Regions from separate parts of the Manis pentadactyla genome. Here region 1 is linked to region 2. The links are chromatin contacts, called in public Hi-C maps. All regions are on one chromosome and are shown on one strand. Each heading gives the region's core, a stretch centred on a gene start, on an enhancer-like site or on the middle of the called end of the contact. The rest is flanking DNA. Distances are from core to core; before and after follow the strand shown. Region 1 holds the start of LOC118911425 (cytochrome c oxidase copper chaperone). Region 2 holds the start of TIMMDC1 (translocase of inner mitochondrial membrane domain containing 1).

What was found. Hi-C and Micro-C count contacts between places; a contact is called where the count stands out from the background.
Region 1: a Hi-C map of skin fibroblasts shows a contact between it and region 2, with 2.0 times the contacts expected there. The contact joins the promoter of LOC118911425 here to the promoter of TIMMDC1 in region 2. A contact is called at or near these places in 2 of 3 Hi-C or Micro-C datasets (fibroblasts and skin fibroblasts).

What each region holds. Positions count from the first base shown.
Region 1 is chr1:175,191,245-175,196,389 of mManPen7.hap1, forward strand. It overlaps LOC118911425 (cytochrome c oxidase copper chaperone), which reads right to left and starts at 3,580. Exons shown (of 3, transcript XM_036883467.2): 1 at 3,375-3,580; 2 at 1,386-1,474. The coding sequence starts at 3,478. The coding sequence ends at 1,390.
Region 2 is chr1:175,056,325-175,061,691 of mManPen7.hap1, forward strand. It overlaps TIMMDC1 (translocase of inner mitochondrial membrane domain containing 1), which reads left to right and starts at 1,263. Exons shown (of 7, transcript XM_036883378.2): 1 at 1,263-1,639; 2 at 4,239-4,404. The coding sequence starts at 1,302.

The sequences.
Region 1 (5,145 bases), core at 2,330-4,829, 140 kb after region 2:
GGTTTCTTATCCCTCCTTTTTTACAGTTCAGTGAGGAAGACTGGCCATATGTGAAATTCCGAAGAGGCAGGAAAGAGGTGAAAGAGAAAGAAGCCAGGCTCTCTATTATTGTTGGTATGTGGATTTGGCATTATCGCTCAGCTATTACTAAGTTAGAAGTGGTGGTGTGATGTGGATGTTAGGGAGGTTGGTGGTACAAAGCAGTGGGAGTCCGCCTGGAGACACAGGTCCCAGTTCTGACCTGCTGACCCTCCTCCAGAGTCATTTTATACATATAGGTCTTAGTTTCCTCATTTATTCATTTAATTAACAATCTTCCATTGAGTACCTACTATGTGCCAGGTATTGCTCTAGGTCCTAGAGATAGGACCTATTCCTATTTTCTGAATTTACATTCTAGTTGGGGTAAAGCAATGCAAATGAAAAATAAATACATAATATGCAGGCAATAGTTTTAAGAGTAGAGTAGCCACTAGCCACATGCTGCTATTAAAATTAAATAAAACTAAAAATTCAGTTCCTCAGTTTTACTAGCCGCATTTCAAGAGCTCAATAGCCACATATGGCTGGTGGCTCCCCCACTGGTGGGCAGGTACAGAACACTTTCACTGTCACAGAACGTTCTACTGCACAGTGCTGGGATGCAGCAATGTGGAAGGGATGCTGTTCTAGATGGAGGGTTGAGGGAAAGCCTCTCATTAAGGGGACCTTTGAACAGAGGCCTGAATGAAGGGACAGAGGGAGTTTAGTTGCTATCTGAAGGAAGAGCTTTCAAACAAAAGAAAATCAGCTATTTGTGGTACTGCTGCATGCACATCATTTAAGGTCCCTTTCAACATTAAAATCTGGATTCAAAGTTCTTGAAAACTTGGTGTGAGGTTTTAGTTCTATTAGAGTAAGTATGGTACACCAGAAATAGCAACAATTCCATTTTTGTTTTGTTTTGCAGAAAGCAATGCTTCCACGTGCAGCCTACTCCCTGCTTAAAAACACTTACTAAAGAACCACAGCATTAGAAGTAATGATTAGAGACCATTTTCCTTTTAGTTTCGTTAAGTCAGACAACTGAATGTTTTGAACTTCCTAAGCCATCAATCCTTTGGACTCTAACATAACTCTAAAGGCTTTTGTCAAGCCCTTTCTGGAAAATTAAATTCATCCCTTCCCAAATTCATTAAATGGCTCTCAATTTATCAGCATGATTTACATTCCTATATTAGGAACTGGAAAGTTTTTTTAGTGATACTTAAACATGTTACATTAACCAGGTGAATTACCTTTCAGACAGAATGTTGCCCAGTAATGGCTAAATCTGTACATCAATACACAAAATTGAAGCAATAAGCCTATGTATTGCCTTCCCAAACAGAAAGTACCATGCTCACCATTTCATATCTTAAATCCCAGGGCTCTCATGCACTCCTTGTGGGCCTCAATTAGGTGTCCACAGTGCTCTTCTCCTTTTTCAATGATACTACAAAACAAAATGTATTTGTTACCTAACAAAGTGAGCATTAATCACATTAGTAGTAAATAAGCATATGTAATAGGAATGGGTCTGATGGAATATAGTTGGGAGTTTTTAAAAAAATGTTATTACAGCAATGGCTTTGATTTTACTGGCTCTTGTTATACTTCCATGCCCAAGAAATGTTACAGAGATAGCTAAATTTTTGGGAGAATATGATTAGAAGAAATAATTATGAATATTAACCATTGCCTCTAGTCCATATCCAAGGAATACTACTGCTCTATAATGAAATAATCTCACTGAATAAAACATTTACATTAAATGAAGGAGAGAAGAGCTTAATTCTTTGCCTGCTATCAAAGAGGAATTACATTTTTTATTCTGCTCAAATACACCTAAATAAATCTACATCTAATCACAAGACACCAACAACATAAACAGAAAGATATGGCAGCCAAGAGCAACCTGATGAGCCCCTTTCATGGTGCTTGAAAAATGTTTTATTTGTAAAATTCACAAAGTAAAAACTAGGACCACACAGCTTTATTTGTAGGGCCTGAAAATGTAATTTCAGCAAAGAATCAAGCTGAATTCAATTTCAAGAAAAAAGTGGTTCCTGACTATAGATATTTGGGGAGAAGCCGTACTGGTCTGAGCCAATGGATGCAAAAGCAATTTTATAAAGGGTAGGTTCTCCTTCCATCTAAATCCTACACATCCTTCAGTAGCTCAAGGGCTACCTGCAAACAGGAGCAACTGCCTGGGATAGTGAGCTCCTTATGAAAATAACAGCATTCCTTGATGACTTACTGAATGCTGTAAATACTGTGCAAGGCTCATGATGTGGCCTATATCATTAACCGTTACAGTAACCTTGAAGGCAGATACTTTAATTAGGTCCATTTTCCAGACATCTGAGACAGATGTTAAATAATCAAGGTCAAAAGGATTCAAACCTTGGCTCTGGATCTCAAGTACCACAGGATCTGAAGGTTCAGTACCTCTTACTGTTACTATGGAAGCAATTTCAGTATCAGATTGTAGTCTTTCAATTCTCCCTGCAGTAGTATTTGCAAATACTGAGTATTAATAAAAAGTACGGAGCTCCTCCTATTACCCCACTATGCCACTCCTGATCACTTTCTATGTGAGGACAAAAAGGGGTGGGTGGGAGAGGTGCACATTCACATTACCCGAGGATTCCCTCTAATGACATTTGAAACTATAAAAAGAACTAGTATAGTTCTGTATAATAGAGAAATAGAGACTGTACAAAATGAGAAATAAACCTTTTGTGGATTGATGGTAATCTAGATGTACTATTCTGAACACTATAATGTCACCTACTCCCAGACTGGTTGATTTTTTAAGTTATCTACCTAAAAAGGGGGTGGAGCATAAGGGGAACTCTTCAGTTCTGCAGGAGATGTACCCTGTGTCCTACTATGTATGTCTAAATTCGGGGAGAGATTACCAGCAAACTTTTACTCTTTGGTCTTGCCAATCTTCTAGCATAGCCCAAACCACGTGGTATAGCAATCACTGCGATATGTGTCCATTAACTTTAAGCTCCTTTAGATCAAGCAGCATCTTTATCTGTTTCTAAGCCCTCAGCCCTAAGGCAGTGCTTGAGACGTAAAAGACGACCAAAAACCCTTTGATGGAAGGCATGAGGGGGCGAAGCGAGCCGGGGTCAACCTGACCGCTCTCCGGTCCCTTCGCCGGGGCCCCGGGCTGAGCTCTGGCCTCGGCCCGCAGCCTACTGCCAAGTCTACTGGGCCCCATAACCCTGAATTGCGCCGCACAGCGACGCTAGGGCCAGAGTCCCAGCGCTGCGGAGCGCGGAGGCACCGGAAGGCGGCGCGAGGGGCTACCGGCCGCCCATCCCCGGTTGCGCACTGACCACGCATCGCGCGCCTTCTTGGTCTCCGGGCAGGCGCAGCAGGGCTTCAGAGGCTTCTTCTGCGACTCAGAAGGCGCAGGGCTTGCGGCCACCAGACCCGGCATCTCTCGCGCCGAAAGCAGCCACTAGCACAGACACCCGGAACTCTCCTAACCTCCGCAAACGCCGGCTCGCCCGCAGTCACTTCCGGCAGTACTGCTTAGAAGACCGGAAGTACTGCCTTTCTCACACCGACGGGGGGAGAAAAGTGGGAGGGCGCAAGGATAAAAAGGGAGCGTCAGCGGAAGCGGCTAAATTAAGGCTTTAAGGGAGGGCGCCTCATGGGCGAAGGCGCAGAAAGATCAGGTGACTGAGCTCCCAGTATATAAATAAACTTGAGGAGGGATCAAAGGATGAATAAGGGCAGTCATCTTAACAGAAATTAATGGAGGGTGGTAGGGTGCAGAACTACGTACTTGACATTTCAGATGCACAAATTGTACGTAAAAAAATTGATGAAGTTAGTTATATCAAAATAAAGGCTTGAGGTTTTAAGTAAGGCATGTTAAATTACAGAGGCCATAAAACTGATGTGGCTCTAATGTCTTAGTGATTGTGGGTAAAACTAACATTCAGAGTATCTCGCCTGGCTTTAGTACATTTGCATATCCTCAGGGGTGGAGAGAAGTTCATCTCCAAGTCAATGGATAATTACCGGGGCAACCGAGGGCGTGTCTGAACCTGAGCGTTTAAGGGGAGGGGCTGGCTTGCTTCCTTCCGAAGCAGGGGAGAGGGTGCTGGACTGCAGTTTGTAAGCAATAAACGGTTTTAAACTTTATTTCTCCCTTTGACTGATGTCGGTTTTTAGAGGTACTTTGCCCCGGGATTTCCTTTCCCCAGACTTACAGTGATCTGTGTAAGCAAACCAAAATTAAGCAGCCTATAAATGCTTCGAGGTTACAAAATCAAAATGCTAAGGGCAGTTACAACAGCCAACTAGGCTTTAAATTGTAGCCAATCAATAGCAACTTTTCTTCTGTTTTTTTTTTTCTACAAAAGCCTCTCCCTGAGCTCCTGTTGGTAGAACTTTTCTAATCACTTCCACTGCCTAACAATCAATTTTTGCTCAAACTCTGAAATGTTTTAATATGGCTCAGTTTATCTTTAACAGATACTGTGGACAAAATTAACAAATAGATGATAAATTGTAGAAGATAATTGAAATAGCTAAATCCAACAAGGGACTAATGTCTGGAATATTTAAGGAGCTTAGAGAAAGTAACAAGAGAATAGCATCCTCAAAAGAAACATGGAGAGAGGATATGAAGAGAAATATATAGAAGCAAAAATGTTCAAGCAACCGTTTTTTTGTTTCCCTGCTTATTTAAGACTAGAAAATATGTAGAATATATGGAAGAGAAAAACCCAAGGCCAACACTCATAAGAGCAATTCCGAAAGAGTACTAATCATAGAAATGGAAAATAAAACAATGAGGTATCATTTTACACACAAAATGACTGACAAAAATTAGAAAATTGGATAGTGCCAAGTACAGGTGAGGATGCAGGAATGCTCCTAGGTTCCTGTTAGGAATGTAGACTGGTCCTGCCATGTTGGACAGCAGTTGGGAAGTATTCAGTTATTTTAAGAAAAGGTGCGCATAACTTAGTTCTATTCCCAGGGAGTTCCTAGCAAGTCCGTAAGGGACGGTGTATGCAGATAATTGTCACAGCAAGTTTATGAGGCAGGGAATTGGAGGCAATCGGGCATTCATTACTGGGGAGGTAGATA
Region 2 (5,367 bases), core at 13-2,512:
TAACACCCTGCCCCACAATCCTAACTCCTGCTTCATCCCAGAATGATTTTGGGATCATCTTAAGCATTTGGCTTTCTCTCCATGTGGACTAGACAGACTATGCCGTCATTTTCTCGGGCTTTTAGGCCTTGGGATTTTATCTTTGTGCCCAGTGGGGCCTGTATGAGATAAGGCACAATCTGGAGCCAGAAGTCAGGGGATCTGAATTCTTCAACAATCTACATGCTAGACACCATGCTAGGCATTGGACATACAGAGATGAATACACAGTGGTCTCTGACCTTAAAGTTAGTCTACTGTGACACCTCAGCACACAGGAATTTGTCATGCAATGTAGTAGGTTCTATAATGGGAGCTGGATCCAATCGTGTCTCCCAGACACCAGAGAAATCTTCCTGGCACTGTCACTAATTCAGTCACTCCAGTCAGCCGCTTCTCTCCCTTATCTATACAATTCCAGCTAACAAATTCCAGAGTTCTATTTACTGTATTATACTAAAAAGCACACCCTTTTGAATTACATCGAGAGGAATAAAAGAGTGGTAGGGATTGGCAAAAGGGGATTATGGCTGCTAGTAAAGATTAAATGAAATTACCCAAACCAGTGTGAGGATATTTTAAATGTGCGTATTTTAGTAAAAACTACACCTCAAAATATGTTAGAGGCATACTGATGGTAAGTTATTGCTGGACTAACACCTGATAAAAAATTCCATAAATTGCTCAGCCTTTTGAGAAACGGCATATGAACTAAGGGAGGGTAAAATCCATCTTGTGAGAAATTTTCCAAAGCCGATTCTTTTTTTAAAAATGTTTTCTGGAAATCTTGCTGTGTCTGACACCAAGGCCCATCTTCAATGCCTGTTCTTTCCGTTCAGCGCGGGGGGCTTCCCGTGCCTGCTGGGCGGGGTGGGCTTGTATTTGCACAAACTGCCATCCCCAATTTCCGTACTCCACTTCTGAACACTGCACTTCTTCATCCACGTGCGTTTTATTTAAACATGCTAAACTCCTTCAGCCTGTGACCACTGGGCCCACCGGTCAAAGCCCGGGTTTGTGTAAGCCTTAAAACCCAGGGAAGCAGAGCCACATCGCACCGAGCGTGGCTACTCACCACCTCTCACTTCCGGAGGAAACGAGCCTAGCAAGTCCGAAGTCCATCCCGCCTCCAGCCGGAAGTACTTTAGACTCCTGTTCCGCCATCGCCTTGCTCCTTAACCTTTGCCCTGGAGGGGGCGGGACTTCCTGTCTCGTGCGTCCTAGGTTCTCCAAAATAAGACCGGGCACTGAGGGCAAGGTTGATGAAAGCTGTGGCCGCTAGGCTGGCTGCGGGTTACCTCGGGCCTAGTGTGCGGCGGCGGACACTCACTTGCCCTTGCCCTTACTGTACTCCCATGGCGTCTCCTGAGGCCATGGGGCCTGAGAACCCAAGTTCGGAGAGGGTTACGGAGTTGCGGCCGCCGGCACCACAGAGCTTCCTCTGCAGGGCTTTGGGTCCTTTCCCTCGGGTCCTTGCTGCCGAAGCTGTGGCCGCCGATTCGGAGACCCTTGCGGAGGACCAAAAGCTGTCTTCCTGCGTCCCAGAGCCCCATAACTTGGAGTCCGGATGGGACCGCCTCCGGGAGCTGTTTGTCAAAGAGTAAAAGTGCCCAGGGTCTGTGGGGAGAGGCTGCAAAGGCGGGGCTTGCAACCTGGGTTATCCTGGGGCGAAGGACCCTAAGGTGGTGTGGGTTATTTTTAAATGGGACTTGGGGGTCTAATATTTGTACTTCAAGCTTGTATCACCACATTGCCGTTTGGTAGTTCTGTTGATTGACAGAATGGTTTTCACATGTTAAGGGTGAGACTAAGAGCTCTTAGAGATTAAATGGAAATACAGTTTTAGTGTAATCCCCTGATTTTACAGATTAGAAGAATTGGGCCCAACTATAACACGAGAAATGACCCTTGTATCAACATAAGTATATCGTTCCAGTATTCTTTTTCGTGTTTCACATGCTATCAAACTTTGGTATTTCATATTTGATATTTCAGTCAGTAGCCCCACTCCCCTCCAAGAAATGGAGGTTGGAGAGATGGCAGAGAGAATTGTAAAATTTTTATTCTGCCATATAAGGGATACAGAAAAAGTAGTAGCAACTATTGTCTCACCATTTTTTTAGAACAAATTAGCTGGATTAATAAGGATATTTCAGAATAAAGAATAACCCTTCAAACTGAATTAACTTTAATGAAAAAGGACATCTCATCATTCCTTCAGTAGTGAAAGGTTCGCCCTTTCATTAAGTATTTTACCATACTACACTGTTATCAAGTGATTAAGTTAACTCTGAAGCTTTATTATGTTGCTGAAATAGTTGGAGCAAGGGAGTTAGCAGAATTGTATTTAATAACTTTACTTAGAATTCATCATGTTTATTTTAAAGATAATGAGGCAGCCTTTCTCATTAGTCCTTGCAATATTTACTTGAGATATTTGTGAAAGATCCTGTGGAGTACATAACACTTTGATCAGCTTTTATACATCACAGTATGTTGGAACTGAAAGAAATTTGAAAGATAATCTAGTGTAACTTCTATGCTGTCCCTCGTGGATGAGGAAATACAGGCTCACAGAGATTGTGGTCTGGCTGTAGGTTATTTAACAGTGAGTGGTAGAACTAGAGCCACAACCCCATTGTAGCTATTTACAGTCTAAGTCCTTTCCACCATTGTGCCCTGTCTCTCCAGCTATTTGGGTAAACCATATAACTTTTTAGAGCCTCTATTTCCGTATTAATAAAGTGGAGATAAATATCACTTACATCATGGAATTTTTCAGAAAGATGAAAAAGGGGCAATGCATATCCATCTTCTTGCTTGTTAAATCTTAATCTCATTTACATTTTCTCTTTTCTGAGTTCGACCATATACCAGTTTTTATGTAAATATTTTTTATCTTATTCAAAAGATCAAAGATAAAATATGTTTTCTTTTATAGATCATAAGAACTGGGCCCAGCAAATAAGTATCAGAATTGACCCTGGAATCAACATCAGTATTTCACTCCGGTGAAAAAAGATTATCTAAAATATATCTGTATTTTATCTTTTATATTATATCTATGTTTTTATTTTATATGCTATATTATAGATATAGTTATGTCTATAAATATATCTTTATATCTTTTCTATATTTTAAAATATATTTGTAAAAGGTAAGATATAAGGTTCAAATTATAGCAGTTTTTCCTATTGACATAGCATAAGAATTACAGTTTTCTAAGAGATTTTATGTAGATTTTTTCCCCATAGATGCAGGAACTGCAAAGACTCACTGATTCTGATACCAGAAATGTGGTTATTGACAATTAGAATAAGATAAGTACTTCTATAGTGTCTGAAGAAAGCAAGTTAGTAATATGAATAACATTTAGTAGTTATCTAGGAGGTCCATTATTTATAGTATCTTAATACTTACCAGTTTAGCTTTTTGTTAGAGGAATTTCTGGAGGACATCTTGAGAGCTCCACTACCAGTTCTAATTTCTTATGTGTGGAGTGTAATAATTAAATTAAACATTAGATTTTTTTCTTTTAGTTTGTGCTGCCCACTGCGTAGTGTTATTTCTCATTGTTTTCTATTATACAAGCCTATGAGCATGACATAAAAGTTAAATAAAGTAATCAGAAAGATAGGGTTTGAGTTTGTTTGCATCTAGGATTTCATCCTTGCGTACGTTGTTCTAAAATCCTGTATTTGTATAATTTCCAAAAGTTAGCTTAAAATTCAAAAGGGAAATATGATCTCTATATCCAACTTACAGATTTTCCTGTTTCCAGGGACAAGATAGTGTTGTAACCATCATCAAACAAAAGCACCTTAAAACATTTTATTGGAGCATAATGCATCTAGAAAAATGTACATAAGTATGCTGATCAATGAATTTTCACAAACTAAATATGGCTGTATAATGAACACCAAGAGACTATTACCAGCATCCCAGAAGCTCTCCCTTGTAGTCCTTCCAGTCATGCCCACCCAAGAGTAACCAACCATTAGCAACATAGATAAATTGTGGCTGAGATTTGAGCTACTTGTAATATACCTGCACTTTTTAATTCATCAGAAGATTTAGTAGGTTCTGCCTGTAATGAAAAATGTGGTGATGGTAGCATTTGGGATAATTCTGGTCATAGTCTTTTAGAGAGCAGTATCCATAAGCTAATCCCAGACAACATTGTCTTTTTGATGTTTTAGTGAACGGGAGAGGACTTCAGAGGAACTTGAGAATATATATAGGGCAGCAGTTTCAGCAGGCATCATCGGCTGGGTGTACGGTGGAATACCAGCTTTTATTCATGCTAAGCAGAACTACATTGAGCAGAGTCAAGCAGAGATTTATCATAACCGGTTTGATGCTGTGGTACGTGCTGGCATCCCAGAAGTCTTTGACTTTTTACACTTTACATCCCAGAAGTCTTTTGACACTTTACAGTGTCTGAGTAAACTAAAGTCTTTACAAAGTCTATACTTAACAACAGTGGCAGTGCTGATGCTAAGGTGCACACCCATGGCTTGTCAGACTACTTTGTTATCTTCAGAAGGGATCACCAGGATGACTGTACTTTATGGTATCTTTTCAATCCCTGGCTAACTCATCAAGCCTCAGCTGTAGCATATTTAGCCCATCCACAAAGCCTCTGTGCAATATATTAGCATACACTAAAATTATAATTAACATTTATAACTTTTAGAGTGCTAACTCATTTGTTAGATCTGTACATCAATTCTGTTGAATTAGAAAGTTAGAGCCCAATTTTTTTCGTTTTGAAATTGTCAGACTTAAAGAAAAATTGCAAAAGTAGTGTGAAGAAGTCCTATATACCTTTCACCCAGATTCTCCAAATGTTAACATTTTACCACATTTGCTTAATCATTCTCTGTGTAATGCATGCTATTATTTTTGTGTGAACTGCTTAAGAGTGAGTTACAAACATGAATACTTGAGCATCTATTTCCTCCAAACAAGGATATTTCTTATAGTATAATTATGCAGATCAGGTAATTGATATTGACATTGTACTAGTACCTTATCTGCAGACTTTATGTAAATGTTGCTTGTTGTTCCCCTAATAAAATTTATCTTAAAAGTGAATAAATAATAAGACTTTTTTTTCTGGTCCAGGATCCAGTACTGGATAAGATGTTGAATTTGCCCATCATGCTTCTTTAGTCTCTTTTAATCTGGAACCGTTCCTTTGTGTTTCTTTAACTTTTGTGACCATAACATTTTTGCAGACTGTAGGCCGTTTATTTTGTAGAATGTCCCTCAATTTGGATTTTCTTGTTACTAGATTCCAGCAATGTGTTTTAGCAGGAATATCCT